Linked DNA regions of Sus scrofa: all the other regions are linked to region 2. A link is a contact called in public HiChIP or PLAC-seq data. All regions are on one chromosome and are shown on one strand. Each heading gives the region's core, a stretch centred on a gene start, on an enhancer-like site or on the middle of the called end of the contact. The rest is flanking DNA. Distances are from core to core; before and after follow the strand shown.

Region 1 (3,494 bases), core at 779-3,278, 170 kb after region 2:
CAGATATTTACAAGGATTGTTATGATGGTCTTACCATGCCAACTGCTAGGCCCTACACCAGAGCAGTAAAAATCAAAGCTCTGGGAACAGGATTTTTATAGCTGTTTAAATCTTCATATATGATCCTGGTGTACATCAGTGACTGAGAACCACTTCTATACAGAATTGATTAGATGGGGGCTATACATAGTGACAATCTGTCATCTCCCTTTCTTGCTCTTTCTGTCTCTCTCTCTCTATCCCTCCCCTTCCCCCCAACCCTGCCTGTGCTTTCTCCACACCTATCTTTTCTCTCTCTCTCTCTCTTTTTTTTTTGCTTTTTTTAGGGCCGCACCTGCAGCATATGGAGGTTCCCAGGCAAGGGGTCAAATTGGAGCGACAGCTGCTGGCCTACACCACAGCCACAGCAATGCAGGATCTGAGCTGTGCCTGCGACTTACACCACAGCTCACGGCAACACCAGATCCTTAACCCACTGAGCAAGGCCAGGGATTGAACCCGCAACCTCATGGTTCCTAGTCGGATTCGTTAACCACTGCGCCACGATGGGAACTCCTCTTTTTTTTTCTTTTAATAAATACTTATTTACCTTACTTAAAAAAAAAAATTATCCCAGATCATCACAGCCAAAGGTAGTGGCATAAAAAAATCAAGGAAGGGGAAAAGTCAAAACATTTCAGAAGCTGAATCAACAGATTTTTTGAAATGACTAGCTGTGAAAGCAGGATGAAGCCAAATAGGAGCAAAGATTTCTGACCTGGGTAACTGGGTAGGTGATGACACTATTCAAGACAGAGTTCCAAAAAAGGTGGATAATAGTGGGATGGGGGAAGGGAAGGGGAGAGGGTAAGTTCAGTTTGCACATACATTTTAAGGTTCCCACAATACACTCACATGGATATCCTCAATACGTACTTGGAAATGAGTTCAGGTAATTTGTAGGCATCAGAGACACAGATTTCAGAGGCAAGTCTGGTTTACAGGTGGCGGGTGAAGTCATAATGAATTGATCAAGAAAAAGTGAGACAGAAACAAGTCATGGGACTACAACACTTAGGAGGCAGGCTGAGGAAGAGGAGCCAGTTTATGTGATCAAATATTAAAGAATATTTTAAAAGAAGCTAAAAATAAATAATTGGTTTTGGAAGTACAGATCAGTGATGACCTTTATCAAAGTGATGTGAATCCTGGCTATGCCAGCAGAATGCAGAGTAAGAATAAGCAGGTCAGTGGGGTGGTGGAGCCGTAAATGCAGATGACCCTGAGAGTCAGTGAAGAGGAAAAGAGAAGTTGGGCTGTCTCTTTGGGGATTCCCGAGGTCAAAGAAGAGTATTTGTTAAAATGCAGAGAATACTAATTATCTTTGTAGAATGAGAGAAAACCTAATGATGGAAACAAAATAGACTGAAGATATTAGAAAGAGATGGATAGCTGACAAACAAGTTTCAAGAAGTAGGAGGCACGGAGGAGGACTAAGTACACAGAAAACGTGTTATCCCCGTTAAGTTATCAAGAACAATCTCATCCGCTGATGAGTGACAGCAGGTGTGTTTGGAGTAGAAGGGATGGTTGCTAAGAGAGCCCCTTGTGCTCTTTTTCGTGAAGGGAGAGGCTGCAAGGTAGGGGACTTGAGAAAAGAAGGAATCAGAAAAAAAATGAGAAAGGAAACTAACGACATTTGAATAAAGGAATGTCAACACCATAACTGGCCCATGTGAAGTTGCATCTCAAGTTAGCAATCATTTATTGGCTGCCTCCTGAGCAATGACTCCACACTTCCAGTAGCTCATGGACCTGGGATCTATGAGTCTGCAGGGAGGCCACAGGGGACCTGGCTGAAGCCAGAAACGGACTGTATAACCTATGCTAAACCAGTCAGCACACTCCACACCTGTGGGCATAGTGTCTAGTTCAGAGGTGAGCAGGAGACAAACTCTGGCCAACAGAATGCATCTTAGGTCTAGTGCTAGAGATGTGGAGATAAAGATGATTTCTCACAGCTGTTATACACGAAAGAGGAAGTATGAAGCCCTAGAGCTGTTGAAAGCTGTCTTAGTCACTCAGGCTGCCTTAACAAAACACCACAGACTGGCTGGCTTAAACAATAGACGTTCTGGAAGCTAAAAACCCAAGATCAAGATGGCATCAGGACTTGTTTCTGGTGAGGCCTTTCTTGCTGCCTTCTTGTTGTGTTCTCACATGGCCTTCCATCTTACATTGTTGTGGAGAGAAAGACTGCTGATATCTCCTTCCCTTCTTATAAGGACACAGTTCTAGGAGTTCCCTGGTGGTACAGAGGGTTAAGGTCCTGGCACTGTCACTGCTGTGGCTGTCTGTGGCTCAGGCTACTGCTGCTGCCAGGTTCAATCCTGGCCTGGGAACTTCTGCATTCCATGGGTGTGGTGCGTGTGCACGCAGGCACACACACAGACATACACACACACACACACACAATCAAAACAAAAGGCAAAAATCCCATAAGGACACAGTTCTATCGGATTAGGGTTCCACTCTTATGACCTCATTTAACTTTTATTTACTTCCATAAAGGCCCTATACACAGTCATATGGGGATTTGGGGACTTCAAAGTATGAATTTGGGGGAAGGAGACAATTCAGTCCACTAAAAAAAGCTATCTTAAAGCCATGAGTTGTCTGGCCTAAGGATGATTGGCATGGTACAACTTTAGGACAAAGCCAACTCTGATGAAGGAAAACTGGTAAAATAAAAAGAAATTAGGTCCCACTATTAATTTGTTAGTTTCATTTGAAGCAAGTCACACCTCTGCCTTTTTCAGTTATTGAGTCAATATGTCCCCTTAACTGTTTAAGCCAGTCTTGAGTTTTCTGTTATTTCCAATCAAAAGTAACATAATATAGTAGTTATGTGACTTCCTCTATCACTTGGCAGTCTGGGGGAAAATATTTGGTTTTATCCAGATTAGGCCTGTCCAGGCTTGCTAGTATAGAAAGTAGTGGTGATTTAGGATGCGGAATTAGGGAGACTATAACTGATAACCATAAAGTAAGCCCCAAATGCCTAGAAATTTAAAAATTAAGAGGGGAGAGAAGGAGGATTGGAGGTGGGGGAAGGTTGATGTGTTTGATGTGGCTGAGGTCTGAGTTTAACAGAAACAAGGGGAAAGAAAGACAAATAGAAGGCACTGGTGAGTAATTAGACCTTCTGAGCTTGCTAACCCCTGTCACCAGTAACAAAAGGTCATACTGTAACAAAAAGGAAATTCTGCTTTGAATGAGAGACTTTTACAGGGTGAGAAAACAACAAGGCCAAAAACACTTAGGAAAAAGAAACTTTTTAGCATGGACAAAAAGTTGAAATATGAACTCCCACCCACCACCTCATTTTAATCTTTAGAAGGTTGTTAAAATAAATCACCATTCTTTGCTCTCCAGGAACAATCACCCACTGGATACAAATGAGATCCTATTCCTGTGGTGGCTCAGTGGTTAACGAATCCGACTAGGAACCATGA
Region 2 (3,337 bases), core at 133-2,632:
TAAGGAGTTTCTTGGTTTTGTGTCTTCATTGTACTAGTATCAGTGAACAAATAACCTGAGATTTTGTTGATAATATTATTTTTGTCCACGCCTTCAGCATGTAGATGTTACCAGGCCAGGGATCAAACCCATACCACAGCAGCAACCTGAGTTGCCACAGTGACAACGCTGGATCCTTACCCTGCTGAGCCATCAGGGAACTCCTACTATTTAAACAGAGCAAGTCTAAAAAAAAAAAACCAAAAAACAAACAAACAAAAACCCCAAACAAACAAATTAAAAAAAAAAAAAAAGAAAGAAAGAAATAGAGCATGTCTAAAGTGGAACAAAAGCTATCCCACAATGTGTAATTACCAGCTTCTGAGTAGATAGCACACCTTTGACGCAGCTTGCAATAAGGGCTCATGGACTCCCTTTTCCTCCACTAGTATTAAAGTGTGAGACTAGAAAGAGAAGCCAATGTGGCAAGAGCTTTTTCCCCTCATTAAATAAGAACTAATATGAGTAGAAAGTAAAGCCCTATTATGTACAAATAAGCATATTGCTTCTTTGAAAAACATGACGGAAATAGACATTGCGGGGGTTTTCATTTTCCCTTCCCATCAAAGATGCTATTTCTCAGCATCCCTCATTTATATTACATGATTTAAAGTGTCAGTGAATCTCTCAGGTGTTTCTTTTGCCATCCCATATCCTGGGTTGTTGCATTTCAGTTGAGTGATACCTTCATACATAAGAGTTTTATGCAATGATGCAGCGTAAGCGATGATTTAAGTTTACCTTTATCATAAGACTGTCAGGAAGCCATGGTTCTTTTCTTTGCACACTATTAGGATGACTTACGTAGCCCACATTTTATAGTCTCAGTGTGATGTATTGGGATCCATAAAGATAGTCTTAAGCGTAGGAATTTTAAAATTCAGGCAAGCTAAGTTGCACAAAATCAAAATTATTTGGGAGAGTTATATCCGGTCCAGAGTCACATAAGAAATACCCTAGGATCAATCAGTTTCAATTTGTATTACTTTTGTATTTCTCTAAATCATTAAAAAATTTCTCCCAAGTCAAACTAGGCACTTGGCTGAGACCCCATCTTACTTCCTCACCCTAATTTCATCACAAAAGCCTGTATATTTACAGAGTAAGTCTGTAATTAATTTTAAATTCAATTTACTAATGAGGCTTAATTAATTCAGATTTAATTGCCATCTCACTGTTTAGAGATACATGCAATATTTCATCATCAGTTATTTTCAATCATTCTTTGAAATCGCTGGATAGAGAGGCACTATTGGGTAAGAGCCACAATATCAACACTAATCCTGCCTGACCTCACTTCTGGGCATTTGAGAAGACAACTGGGCCATATATACAATCGTTCAATTTAGAAATCACCTCTATGACACATTTAATAGGAGTCATTCAGACTCAGTTGGCAAGAAACTCACCACTCTTTAGGCTTTAGCTTACTGGATCTATAAACTGCTCTAACCCTTGAAAATTTTCCTCATCGTGGCCTAACAGCTGCTTTTTTTTTTTTTTCCTTAACAGCTGCTTCTAAGTTATTCTTCTACCTTGGTTCTAATGTCACTTTGGTACAAGTCTCAAGAAATCTAAGTGAGGAGTTCCCTCTGTGGTGGAGTGGGATAAGGATCTGGCATTTCCGCAGCCGTGACCTATGCCATGGCTGTGTCTCAGAGTCTATCTCTGGCCCAGGAACTTCCATATGACGTGGGTGTGGCCATTAATAAAAAAAGAAATCTAAGTGATTCTTTCACTTAGTCTTCTGTTCTTCAACAGGAGCTGTTCCAGGAGTTCTCTTGTGGCATGTCGTGTTAAGATCCAGCATTGTCACTGCAGCAGCTTGGGTTGCTGCTGTGGCGCAGGTTCCATATCTGGCTAGAGAACGTCCAAATGCCAATGGCGTGGCCATAAAAAAATAAAGGAAGCTGTTCCATCACTCTAAGTTATATCTCCTCATGTTCAAATCTCTTCAATCCTTACTGCAGCTTAATCAGACCACAGCGGAGAGAAGTGAGATCTTCAGCTTCCTTGGTCTGGAATTAGCCTTTTTTTTTTGGCTGCAGAAGTTCCTGGGCCAGGGATTGAATCTTTGACACAGTTATAATCAGAGCCACAGCACTGACACTGCCAGATCCTTAAACTGCTGAGCCATGAGTGAGCTCCCACTATTAATTTAGCATAAAATTACTTTCTCTCCATCTGCCTATTTATCTATCTGTCTATCTAAACAACTTGCCTCACACTGGGGAGCTCATATATCATGTAGAAGCTGGAGTTTGGGACTGTTAATGGGTTTTATTAATATTTATTGAGTTCCTACTATGCCTAAGACATAGGGTTGTCAGATAAAATGCAGGCTATTTAGGGGAAAATATAGGACATTCAGTTAAATTTGAGTTTCAGCTAAACAATGAATATCCTTTAGTATAAGTATTTCCCCATATTGCATGGGTATACTAAAAATTATTCATTGTTTTTCTAAAATTTATATTTAACTATGTGTCATAGTTTTATTTGCTAAATCTGGCAAACTTATTAAGAAATTAACTTATTTTATCTTCATAATGACATGGTGAAATCTGGTATAATTATGCTCCCATTTTATAGATGAACAATCTGATGCTAACAGAGTCCACAGCTAGTGAGCATGAGAGTGGGGATTTAAATTTAGGCTGTCTAAAAGCACAATACTTTCTTTTTTTAAGGCTGCACCTACAGCATATGGTGGTTTCCAGGCTAGGGGTTGAATCAGAGCTATAGCTGCTGGCCTACACCACAGCCACAGCAACACTGGATCAGAGCCTCATCTGCAACCTACACTGCAGCTCACAGCGATGCCAGATCCTTAGCCCACTGAGCAGGGCAAGGGATCTAACTGGTATCCTCATGGATACTAGTCTGATTCATAACCTGCTGAGCTACAACGGGAACTCCCCAAACCACAATACTTAACCCCAGCCAAGGGTTAGAAACACTGTTGGAAGTTCCCATGTAGTGCACTGGGTTAAGGGTCTGGTATTGCCACAGTAGTGGCGCAAGTTCGATCCCTGGCCTTAAGGATTTCCACCTGCCATGAGTGTGACCAAAAAAAAAAAAAAAAAAAAAAAAAAAAGCTTAAAAAAAAGAAACACCTGTTGAAATGTAAGAAAAATACAGACAGCAGGGCCAACTATAGACCTACTGGATTAGAATCTTCAGTGGAGGAGCCCAGGCATCTATTTGTATATCTGCGTAGAGATGCAGATAGTTCAGGTGACCAGCTAAGGTTGAGAAGCTTTCTCCTACTGCTCCCAGATGCAAGCCCACAAAGTGC
Region 3 (3,103 bases), core at 2-2,501, 190 kb after region 2:
CTAATGTCGCCAACTCTAATCCATTATCACATGGATCCTTCTAGGCTTCTCCTCTTGTATATAACCTCCTACTCCACCAGTAAAAAACCTGGTTCCCATCGTCCACCATCAGTTATTAATTGTTCAATTCCAGACACATGTGTGATAATTTCAGAATTGTTAACCCATACCCCTCTGGGAAACTTTTATCAACTAGAGTACAGTGCTTATGCATAGTTCTCCTACTGCCTTTAGTTTTACAGTGTCAATTTCAAAGTTACTTAACGTCAGCACTTTTTCCTTGGCCTCTTTCACTGAGGCTACCACATACATTTGTAATAAGGCTAGATTCTTTGGTTATAGCATGCATTCTATCCTGGAATAGAATAGAACTGCCCTTGTTTTTTAAATTTTGTATACATTAAGGTTTACTTTTGTGCTGTAAAAGCTATACAGGTTTTAATAAATGCACAGTGTTAATGCATCCACCATTATATCATACAGAATCATTTTCTCCACCCTAAAAAGAAAAATTCTGTGTGCTACCTAATCAACTCTCTCTCCTCCCCAAATTCTCTACAACTTTATAAATTCATGTGATTCTCAATCCAGTTCTGTTTCCACTTAGCAGATGATTGAATGAGACTCAGAAAGAGTAAATGGCTTGGTCAAGATCTTACTAAGTGATGCTGTTGGTGCTACAACTTGTGCCTTTAGATCCTGCTGTGATGCTCTTTCTTTTTTCTTTTTTTTTTTTTTTTTTGGTAACTCGCTGAATTTATTTATGGCATCTATTTTGAATTCTCTATCAGATCACAATCTTTCATGAGTTTAACTTTTGTTTCTGGAGAATTGTCATTTTCTTTTTGTGATTCTGTGTGACCATAGTTTTTCATGGTGTTTGGTGAGTTATTCTTTGGCCAGTGCATTGGAAGTAGCAAATACTTTTCTTCTTTAGATAAAGCTTCCCCCCCCCCTTTTTTTTTTGGCTTTTTGCTATTTCTTTGGGCGCTCCTGCGGCATATGGAGGTTCCCAGGCTAGGGGTCTAATCGGAGCTGTAGCTTCCAGCCTACACCAGAGCCACAGCAACGCGGGATCCCAGCCGCGTCTGCGACCTACACCACAGCTCACGGCAACGCCGGATCGTTAACCCACTGAGCAAGGGCAGAGACTGAACCCGCAACCTCATGGTTCCTAGTCGGATTCGTTAACCACTGCACCACGACGGGAACTCCCTGTGATGCTCTTTCAATTACACAACTTTACTTCCTTGTTTTCAACAGGAAGGATCATGGTTGTATACAGAGACAAGGATAAGACAGAAATGGTGGTAAGTGATCATATGTTGCATTAATGGAAGCTTTTACACTAAAAATATGAGGAAGTGGAATTCTAGTCTAGTAATTTGGTGAACCTGATACCCCAAAAACTTTCTGCTATAAATTATTCCCAAAAGGCTGGACAAATACATTAGAAAAGTATATCTTGTTAAAAACATCAGTGAACCAGCAAGAAAGAGAAATCCTCAGAGACCAAAAGAACTCAGAGACCAAAGATACAAAGAGCTGAGAGAGCAATGAAGCCACCAGTTGTCCAAATCCCACAGTGGATTAAAAAAAACAAAACACAAAAATGTATTTAAATAAATTCAAGCTTCATTTAACATCAGAAAATATATTTATGTAATTACCACATTATCAGACAAGAAAAAAATTACGTCATCTCAGAAGTTACAAAGTATTTGATAAAATTCAACACCCATTCATGACTGAAAATAAAATGAACAAGGAGTTCCCGTCATGGCTCAGCAGAAACAAATCTGACTAGCATCCATGAAGACGCGATTCAATCCCTGGCCTCTCTCAGTGGGTTAAGGATCCAGCGTTGCCGTGAGCTGTAGTGTAAGTCACAGAAGCGACTCAGATCTGGCGTTGCTTTGGCTATGGCATAGGCCAGAGGCTACAGCTCCAAAGCGACCCCCAAACCCAGGAACCTCCAAGTGCTGCAGGTGCAGCCCTAAAAAGCAAAAAAAAAAAAAAAAAAAAAAAAGAACAAAACTTTTAGCAAATATAAAGTGAAAAAGGAATTCATTAACCTGATGAAAGGTAGCTACCAAAAACCTACAATATCATCCTTAATGGTGAAGTATTAGAAGTATTCCATTTATAAACATAAATAACACAAGGATGTCCACTATCACTGATTCTATTCAACACTGCATGGAGGTCCTGGCCAGTGTAGTAAGAAAAGAAAGAGAAAAAAAGGTAAAAGAATTGACTTTAGTCCTTTTTTTTTTTTTTTTGGGGGGTGGCCCCCGAGGCATATGGAGTTCCCAGGCTAGGGGTCCAATCGGAGCTACAGCTACCCGCCCACGCCACAGCCACAGCAATGCAGGATCCAAGCTGTGTCTGCGATCTGCACCACAGCTCGTGGCAATGCCGGTTCCTTAACCCACTGAGTGAGGCCAGAGATCCAACCGCAACCTCATGGTTACTTGTCGATTTCGTTAACCACTGAGCCAGGACGGGAGCTCCAGAGAGAAGAAAGTAACAAAACCGTCAGTTTCCTGAGGACATAATTATTTATATAGAAAAATCCCCCAAATCTTACAAATGACAACTATTGCTATTAAAGTTTGGTAACATTGCTAACCAAAAGATCAATAAACAAAGACAATTACATGTTTATATACAGCAAAATATACTTAGAAAAATCTAATTTAAAATATTATCATTTACAACACTGACCAAAAATATAATTTACTTAGGGAGTTGTAAAATATGCAATGCATTAAGAAAAAAATTATAAAATATCGCTCGCCCTTAGCGCCATCTTCTGAGAAACCTCCGCGCCATATGAGAGCGAAGTGGAGGAAGAAGCGAACGCGCAGGCTGAAGCGCAAAAGAAGAAAGATGAGGCAGAGGTCCAAGTAAACTTGTACACCATGGAAGCCACAGGATCAGAAACAAAGAAATCCCAGAGGCCAGGGACGTTGGTACAATTTGTTGGACTGCATGCCTTCTGTCTAGAACTTGTCTCAATGGGTCTAGAACAACTTTTCACCGTTCTGATCGCCTGGACCACTCTGAGACCCACCTTGCTCATATCAAAATGGTCCCTTTT

The links. HiChIP or PLAC-seq counts read pairs in DNA pulled down with a chosen protein or histone mark.
Region 1: a contact with region 2 is called in an H3K27ac HiChIP or PLAC-seq map of alveolar macrophages. The contact joins two enhancer-like sites. A contact is called at or near these places in 1 of 47 Hi-C or Micro-C datasets (embryonic fibroblasts) and 1 of 2 datasets of contacts at active chromatin or transcription factors (alveolar macrophages).
Region 3: a contact with region 2 is called in an H3K27ac HiChIP or PLAC-seq map of alveolar macrophages. The contact joins two enhancer-like sites. A contact is called at or near these places in 1 of 47 Hi-C or Micro-C datasets (embryonic fibroblasts) and 1 of 2 datasets of contacts at active chromatin or transcription factors (alveolar macrophages).

Annotation. Positions count from the first base shown.
Region 1 is chr15:77,536,758-77,540,251 of Sscrofa11.1, forward strand. All of the region lies in intron 1 of METTL8 (methyltransferase-like protein 8), which reads right to left. Among named protein-coding and RNA genes, the nearest start is that of METTL8, 26 kb to the right of the region's middle. Within about 2 kb of position 2,029, at least 15 of the 83 cell types and tissues checked have an H3K27ac peak or open chromatin away from gene starts, as enhancers often do. A contact at or near this core is called in alveolar macrophages, where this site is marked.
Region 2 is chr15:77,365,194-77,368,530 of Sscrofa11.1, forward strand. No RefSeq gene overlaps it. Among named protein-coding and RNA genes, the nearest start is that of TLK1, 37 kb to the left of the region's middle. Within about 2 kb of position 1,383, at least 1 of the 83 cell types and tissues checked has an H3K27ac peak or open chromatin away from gene starts, as enhancers often do. A contact at or near this core is called in alveolar macrophages, where this site is marked.
Region 3 is chr15:77,555,525-77,558,627 of Sscrofa11.1, forward strand. All of the region lies in intron 1 of METTL8 (methyltransferase-like protein 8), which reads right to left. Among named protein-coding and RNA genes, the nearest start is that of METTL8, 7.4 kb to the right of the region's middle. Within about 2 kb of position 1,252, at least 2 of the 83 cell types and tissues checked have an H3K27ac peak or open chromatin away from gene starts, as enhancers often do. A contact at or near this core is called in alveolar macrophages, where this site is marked.